2 separate regions of the Danio rerio genome follow, and region 1 is linked to region 2. Evidence: chromatin contacts called from public Hi-C data. All regions are on one chromosome and are shown on one strand. Each heading gives the region's core, a stretch centred on a gene start, on an enhancer-like site or on the middle of the called end of the contact. The rest is flanking DNA. Distances are from core to core; before and after follow the strand shown.

Evidence for each region. Hi-C and Micro-C count contacts between places; a contact is called where the count stands out from the background.
Region 1: a contact with region 2 is called in a Hi-C map of embryo, with 2.2 times the contacts expected there. The contact joins the promoter of si:dkey-92j12.5 here to the enhancer-like site in region 2. A contact is called at or near these places in 2 of 18 Hi-C or Micro-C datasets (embryo and an unstated tissue) and 1 of 4 datasets of contacts at active chromatin or transcription factors (embryo).

The regions. Positions count from the first base shown.
Region 1 is chr1:24,733,139-24,737,382 of GRCz12tu, forward strand. si:dkey-92j12.5 reads left to right here and starts at 1,271. Exons shown (of 41, transcript XM_073951162.1): 1 at 1,271-2,624; 2 at 2,803-2,855; 3 at 3,019-3,188. The coding sequence starts at 2,849. It overlaps LOC141385568 (a long non-coding RNA gene), which reads right to left and starts at 1,823. Exons shown (of 3, transcript XR_012406192.1): 1 at 1,706-1,823; 2 at 1,381-1,447; 3 at 1-7.
Region 2 is chr1:24,582,056-24,586,557 of GRCz12tu, forward strand. All of the region lies in intron 11 of adgrl3.1 (adhesion G protein-coupled receptor L3.1), which reads right to left. Among named protein-coding and RNA genes, the nearest start is that of smim18, 140 kb to the left of the region's middle. Within about 2 kb of position 2,281, at least 7 of the 62 cell types and tissues checked have an H3K27ac peak or open chromatin away from gene starts, as enhancers often do.

The DNA.
Region 1 (4,244 bases), core at 21-2,520, 150 kb after region 2:
TAAGCACCTATAAGTCATGATACAAAAGAAAAACTCATATGATTACTTATGTCACAGTCTTTGATGTTTTAATCAAAGGTTTAAAGATATTGTTTTTTAAAGAGTAAAGACTATTTGAAATTTGATTTATAAAGTCAGCTTCCAGACAATGATGTATGTATGGAATTGCATTTCAATCCATCTAAAAATATTAGGGGTTGTAGATATTAGGGGGTTGTAACTGCAAGTGTTGAACACTGTGGGCCAGGGCTACACGATATTGGAAAAATTTAACATTGCGATATTTTTTTTTATTTTGCAATAAATTTTGCGATATGGATATAATTTCACCAGATGACTTAATCTCTATTTGGAAAGAATTTATAATGTCAGATTGATTGGGATGATTACGCAGTGGGAGTGCATCTTCATAAAATCTAATGAAAAATCTATAAACTTTTTAGGGTCCCGACACATTTTGGTTTTTGTCTGTGCTATTTGCAGTGCATTTCTGTATTTGCAAGTGTTGTAAGTACTTTCTATGCATAAAAATCTGTAAATACAGATACAAAAAACTATTGAAATAAAATGTTTTATCATTTCCCGGGTCTTCAAGTACACTAACTGAATGATAAAAATAATTCAATAAAATTAATCAAAAAAATCATTATACAATCACGGGCATCAAAAACACATGCCAATGATAAATTGTGATCTAAAATCAACATTGCATATCTTGCGATGTGATTATTGCAAATGATCACATTTTGATCTCGATGCTGAAAGATATATTTTGCAGCCTATGGGCCATCTAGATAAAATGTGTGTATAAACAAAAATAAAAAAGAGTGCAATTGGCGCATACATAGGCTATGTTTGCATTTTAAAAATAATGTACACTGAACTAAGTGTAGAAGTATATGGAGCACACACAAACGTATGGGAAAAGCAAAACAAGGCTGCACATGAAAACGTCATTGTTGGAGACATGTTGGGGGATACTTATGAGGTACACAAAATAGCTTTTTTTTATGGAACCCTCCTGCACTTAATTTTAAAGTAATTATAACAACTAAACCATTGATTTAAGCCATGTCTGTGTTGGCACGGCTTCCATCGGTTTTATTTGAGACTTAATATTCCACAAATTATGATTTGTGAACATGCACTAATTAATGTCTCTCATGAGCAGGAGTAATAAGAGCTGATGTCTGTGTTATTTCATGAAATGAGGGGGGAGAGGCCTGGACATCCATTTGCATTAAACTCACGGGCATCAAAGGCGCATCGCGGACATGCGCGCTGACAGCCAGTTATCAGTCTCACGCAAACCCTAGGCTGTCTAAATAATGTCTCTAATGCGACTTTCGACATTTGAAAATGTTAAAATATCTAACTTGCATGGGCTTAGATCATCCGAGACGTCCGAATGGCAGCTTTCCATGAGCTCCGGAGGAAACCTGTTGATCTGAAGGTAAATGTTAGGTGAGAAATAAGCGCTTAAATATTGATCTTTACGGTGCAGAGTGAGAACGTAACGAATGAAGACTGACAGGCAGCATGCAGTGAAACATCCAAGAAATCGCATTGCACTTGTCAGTACACATGAATGCTGATTTCACTTCCTTTTTAGCTGTCGAATTTATTGTATCAAACTGCTCAGCCCACATCCCTTAGAGTCCATGTTTAAATAGTAGTGCGAGTAAGATTTAAACCAAACACAAACCTTTTTTGATACGTTTAGGCTGTGAAATGTATATCTATGATGATTTGAACAAAATAAACAGTGTTTGTGTTTTTTTCCTTGAATCATTCGATGCACGCAGGAAAAGAGCATGTTGCTATGGTTACATCATCACGCCAAGGCGATTTCTGCTCGTTCACTCTCTCATTTTTGCAACTTTTGTGGTTAAACGTACAAACCATAATCTGACCTAAAATGGCAACTAGTTTCACCAAACTTTCATAACTCTGAAGCCGATGTGTTTAATGTTAGACAAAAACAGCTTTGTTGACATTTAGTGTACTGTTCCATGAAGAAAAAACAAACATTTAGTGAATCATTTCATTCCACAGAAGTAACGTTATATTGTTGAAATATGTTATTTAACCTATTTACAAAAATAAAAAAAACGGTGCGTTATGCTGCTTTAAGTTGTAAAATGGTATACTTGTTATCAAGATTGAGGCCACCTGTTTGCTAATTTACATAGGCTGCTTTCATATCTAGCATTTCACTGTGTTGTCCACAACACCGCCAGGCGCTTAATGTCCTATCAGGTATAGGTTGTAAGGACATCTGTCCCGGGTAATTACCGTCGTTCACAGTTTAAGTCCGTTTACAGCTGCTAAGCCGCCCCGGTAAGCGCATTACCTTAGCAGGGCAGCGCAAACACTAGCGCTCGCGCAGTCCGTGATGAGCGCGTGCCGACCGCGAGAACCTCCCGGAGAGGTGCGAGACTCCAACCCAGATTACATCAACATGAATAAGAGATTACAGCAGGCGTTATCAGAGCGATCAGCGAAATATGAAGTGAACCGTCACTACAATTCATAAAGCCTGTCATCGGTTACTGAGACAAACGCCAGCGCTGCCAAATTGCGTCACTGTCACTTCCCGCCAAACGTCACCTCTACTGTCACAGGTAAGAACTGTCAGGTGTCAATGCCGGTTAGTGATTAAGATGCTGAAATCCACCTAAGTCTTTCTTGAGTAGGATAAGAAAGGAACAAATCTGTTTGTTTTTGTTGTTTTGTATTTTAAATATGTTCCAGAGTTTGATTGTCATTGGTCCTGACATAATTGTTCTTCCGTTTTTGTAGATGTCAGCAAGAAAGTGGTGGTAATTCAGCACTCAAAGAATTGAAAATGATGGGTATGTATGAAGTGTTATTTTTAGCCTTCTTCAGTGTCTTTTTGTCTCAGTTAGTATGAATATTACATGTGTTCTGCTGTAAAGATTGTCATGTGGGCTATAGTTGCTGTCATTGCTTGTGTACATGTGATTAATATATTTATGTGTATGCGCATTTACACAGACACACAGCGTGCTTTGGTGGCAGTGGAGCGTCTGCAGGAGAGGCTGAAGAAGAGAGGAGAGCTTCCTGCTGAAGAAAAACTCAGTCTGCTTAAAAGTGTCTTACAAAGTCCCCTGTTCCACCAGATACTTATCATGCAAGAGACTGGACAACAGCGTAAGCAGCAGCAGGTCAGAGAATATATCATTCCGGTGCATGACAAAGTAAAAAAAGAAAAATCACGCATTAACATTAAAATATATATCAAAACATTAAACAGCGTGCTGATTAAACGGTTTTAAATGACTGGACACCATTTAGTTTCACATTTCAGGAAATAATTTCTCATTATCATGAAAATTATAAGAAAAGTAAATGATTATAATTTCTAAATCTGATAATAGGGACATTATTATGAAATGGCACAGCTAACCTCATTGTGTTACCTCTATCATAACCATGGTAACCGATATTGTAGCAACCAAGTGTGAATGTCTAATGAAACTATATTTTAATACTGATGATATCCAAGTCCACCACTAATACTTGAAATTTAAATGTAGATATGATTCTCTTTTTTAGCCTTTTGTCAGCATTCATTTTTATTTTCACAGATGCAAGCAGAGCTTTTTAACACCTTTTGTTTGACAAAAGGTTGATAGGAATCCACAAATATGATATATTAAGGTTTCTTGTTTAATCATTAGATGAATTATTTAAATAAATTATATTTAAATGGGTCTAAAATATTATTTTGGAGAGATTTTTAAATGGATAATTAGTAATTTTATCTTTCATTTTTTGTATTTTTTTTAAATTCTGTTGTAACATTAATCTTGTATTAATTCAAATCAAAACCTGGGCTATTTATTTATTTAGATTGTATTAAATAATTGTAGTTATTAAAGTACTACATTATTAATAAATATATTTAATAAAATGTTTGCTTTATTCTCTTTAAACTATTTACTGAAGCTCATTTTTGACATTGGTTTTATATTTTATCTCAACATCATTTTTATTTCTGAACTTTTTTAATGAAATATTTGTACGCTTTCCTAGAACTCAATCAATAGGGTCTCTGAACCCCAGCTTAAAAGCTCTGTGGCTTACGTCATGTCTGTCTGAGGTTTATTTTTGGCTCAAATAAAAAATGATACAAACTTACGGGAATAAAATTATTATTTTTTTAATTCAGGTTTACAGCAAATAAACGTACACTATTGTGGCATTTTGTTTGCACAATT
Region 2 (4,502 bases), core at 1,031-3,530:
AAATAAATGCACCAAAGTTGTCACTGGAGTGGCAGCTTTTTAAAATATACACTCTTTCTATTTACATACTAATACAGTCTGTTCATTTAAGATACCAATGGGGAATTTTGGTTACAAAGGTAAAAATAACTTTTTATTTTTACTTTAAACTTTTTTTTTTTTATGAGAGTGCACCTTGTGTTTAGCACTTGTTGACAGATGTTGCTTTCTTAAGAAGTGCAGTTAGCTTAGGCCCCGTTTACACCAATACATTTTAGTGTTAAAACTGCCTCTTCTGAGTTTTTGGCGCTCAAAAACTCTGGGGTAGTGTGGACAGATGCCGTAACAGTAGCAAAATTTAGTGTAAAAGGGGCTTTAGATCTAGGGTGCATTTACTGAGCAACAGCATTGCTATATCATACACTGCATGAAAACCTAGATTTTCATCCCTGTGAATGTGAGAAAACATCTCAAATCACATGCAATTTTTGGCCATTCACAGGTTTGTAGGTATCGTTTTTAAACAGATTGTTCACATTGAGATTCAATAAGTACAAAGCTGGAATCATATCAAAATTTAGCTCGAGGATATGTTCCAGTACCTTCTGTATTTTCTACCAAAATGGCCAAATGGTTACAAAAACAATGAATGAATGTACCTTTATCTTTTTTACATTTGAAACAGAAGTCTGTGGCATTGGCAAACATTTTCTTAATAGGTATTGCTGTACATTTTATCCAATTAAAAAAAAATTAAAATTGTGCTTATGGATCCTAAGAGAGGTGCATTTCAGGTATATATTATTACATTCAATGTCCCAGTCATTCTCCTCAATAGTTTGACCAATATCCTTCTCCCAAGTCCTAGCCAGGCAGAAGTGCAAATGTTAGACAAAATGTCATATATCCTTGTTATCAATTCTTTTAAACAAGATGCATTATATATGGAAGGATTTAATCTTTTTTCTGGTTCTCAGCTCTCCTTTGTCCAACTTTGGTTTTAAAAAAATGTTGCAATTGTAGATATTTATAAAAATTGGATATTGGAAATTTATATTGATCTACAATCTGTTGGAAAGAGTTTATGGTGCCCTCTAAAAATAAACAAGACATTTGAGAGATACCCAGTTCAAGCCATGCTAAAAAAACAGTGTTTTGCAATGTTAAAGGTATATGTTTTATGTTTAAACTTGTGTGCTTCGAAGTGTAAACATTTAAAGTGCACATTTAATAATTATAATAATATTAATATTAATAACAATAGTAATAATAATCATTCATTCATTTTCTTTTCGGCTTTGTCCCTTTATTAATCAGGGGTTGCCACAGCGGAATGAACCGCCAACTTATCCAGCATGTTTTTACACAGCGGATGCCCTTCCAGCTGCAATCCAATGTGGGAAACATCTACACACACTCATTTACACTTATACACTATGGACAATTTAGCCAACCCAATTCCCCTTTACAGCATGTGTTTGGACTGTGGGGGAAACCGAAGCACCCGGATGAAACCCAGGCGAACGCAGGGAGAACATGCAAACTCCACACAGAAACGCCAGTTGACCTAGTGGAGGCTCAAACCAGCAACCTTCTTGCTGTAAGGTGACAGCACTACCTACTGCACCACTGCGTCGCCAATAATAATAATAATAATACCACTTCCAACAGCAACCTAGCTTTCCCATGTGGTCTCACTTCCAGGTACTGACTGGGCGCAGCCCTACTTAGCTCCAGTGGGTGACCATGTGAGAGTTGCAGAGAGCTAGCTGCCAGCTTGTTACCACACTGGTCACTACATATACTGCCATACAAGGGTAGGTCAGCCAAGAGTTATGTCCCTATTTGGGAAATGTAGTGCTGTAATTACATCATTTCTGAGTGATCTGTTACACATGGTGTCTATGGCACAATGGACAGGCACCAAAATATGTGCCCACAAACAAATATAGCAAGGACTGTCCACATTTTCAGCACCAGCCAAGTAACTGCCATTGGTGTGAATGAGAACGCAAATAGTTTTGTCCATATTGTCTATAGAAAGAAGAGATCACACAGATGTCGAGGAGATTTTTTTGATGTTGATTCTCCTTTAATCAAACCTTCTAAAAAAAACATGTAAAACATCAAGGCCAAACAACTAAGGCAGATGATCAGATGCCCAAAACAACAACACAAAACCCACTGGTGATGAAATACACAGAGAGAGAGGGGAAAAAAGGCAGGCTAGAGGGCAATCCCATGGAGAGCTATTTCTCTCAAACGAGATGCATGTGAACTGGCCTTGAGTGGTGGAATGGCGGATAAATTGTTTGCCAGGAACGATAAATTTCCCCCTTTGCGCTGTGAAAGCGCTGGAGCAGAATAGAGCGGTTAGCATGGATCTCTGAGCACCATCCCCCCTCCCCCACTCCTTTCTTTTTTATCTTTTTGTTTTCTTTCATTTATTCTCTTCCTCTCCCTTTCATCCTCTCTTTTCCACTCAGTCAGTTCACACTGCATTTGTCTGTCTCGCTTGTTCTGTCTCTGGTAATGTTCGGTTCATTCTGTCTCCTCCTCAGTATTGTTCTTCCTGCTGTTCTCACGTCTTCCCTTATTACATTTCAAATCTTTGCCACCGCTTCCCTCATTTTCTTCCTCTCCCTACTTTCACTGTCTTTCTTTGTCACTGTAAACCATAAAAAATTAAAGAAAGCATTCTTCAAAAAATAAAAATGCTGTCAATATTTAAACATACTCATGTCGCTCCAACCCCAGATTTACATACAACATAAAAGGAGAAATTCTGGAAATTGTACGAGTTCCTCATTACAATTATCAGGGACTATAGCTCTCAAATGTTAAAAAAGGCTGCAAAAATACAAAACCCAGTCATAAATGCAACATAGGTTCATACTGAAAACGAAGCCCTATATACATTTCTGGAGATTACATATGGCTGCATTTCATCAGGTCAGTCTGTGCTTTTGAAAACACTATTGGTTGGGTTTATGAAAGACGGTGAGTGGGTAATCTATGCCTTTTAAAACATTGCGGTGGGTTTAGGGAAGGGGGGGCAGGTCAATCTGTGCTTTTGAAAGCACTATTGGTTGGGTTTAGATAAGGGGGTAAGCGGGTCAATCTGTGCTTTTTTAAAGCATTGCGGTTTGGTTTAGGAAAGGGGGTAGGCGAGTCAATCTGTGCTTTTAAAAACACTATTGGTGGGGTTTAGAGAAGGGGGTGGCTGGCTCAATTGTTGCTTTTAAAAATACTATTGGCTGGGTTTAGGGAAGGGGGTGAGTGGGGTGATTGGTCGGTTGATCAATCAGTCAGTTAGTCAGTCGACAGCCTCTGGTGGATTTACATGAGAACAGCTGGCGAGAATGGCACTGGCAGAGAATTAAGAGATCTCAAAAATCATATACAGTGACCTCTGGTGCATTCGCAAAAACTGCAAAAAAAAAGAAAAACATAGCTGCTGGAACTTATTTTGCTCTCTCCAGAAATGTAAATAAAGGTAAGTAATCACAATGAGCCTGGGTTGCATAAAATGGTCAATATAAGCCAAGTGAATTGCAACCAAATTAAAGTATACAAAAATATGATTGTGCAATATAATGAAAAAATAGGTGGCCACTGGCCGTCAGGTTAAGCTTTAATTAGAATAATTAAATGCTAAATAAAAATGCTTAACACAATGCATTACAGATGCATGAACACTCAAATCTTTAATCATGTCTGTAGTCGTCATTATCTGAGCTTGGGTGAGAAAAGAGTCAGGATTGTCCTCTAAGAATGAACAGATGAAACAAAAACAAAAAACAAATTAGCCAGTGATTGAAAATTTGCTTTTTAAAAAACACTATTGGTTGGGTTTAGGGAAGGTTTTAGGTCAATGGTTCACTTGGTGATGTGTATGACAAGGACATGTCTCTGAAACATGGCACAAGACATGTTCTTTTTGAGTCTAAAATTGCCATAAATTGTGATAAATTTTATTTGATATAAAATAAAAACAGATACTCTTATAGTGACTTCACCATACACCTTTACAATAAGTTATACCATTTTGTTTTTGTGCAAATCCATTTTTTAGAGATTATGTGTAAATCATGTCACAACAAATGTGATATGCTGAGATATATTGTATTCTCATATCAGTATAACTTTCTCGAATAGTAACACCACTTGACAAAAATGTAAGTAGAGATCTGTAAACATCATATAAAGCTATGGGATGCTCTAATTATAACTTGTCAGTGTAACAACATAAATGTATATCTTTTTAACAAATACCTATTTCTACTAATAGATGACATCATAGACAGCTAAAAATGAATGCCACGCCATTCACCCCTAAATTAATATGTAAATAATTAATTATATATGAATAGTTTTTTTAAACAAAACTGCAACTATTTTTTATGTTAATACAGCTAGGCTAGAGTGCTGACAAAATTAGCTTTTATTTCTATATTTCTTTTACTTATAAAAAATGGTTCTACTCAGCTGACAGCAAACACTAAGTCTTTATTAATAAATAA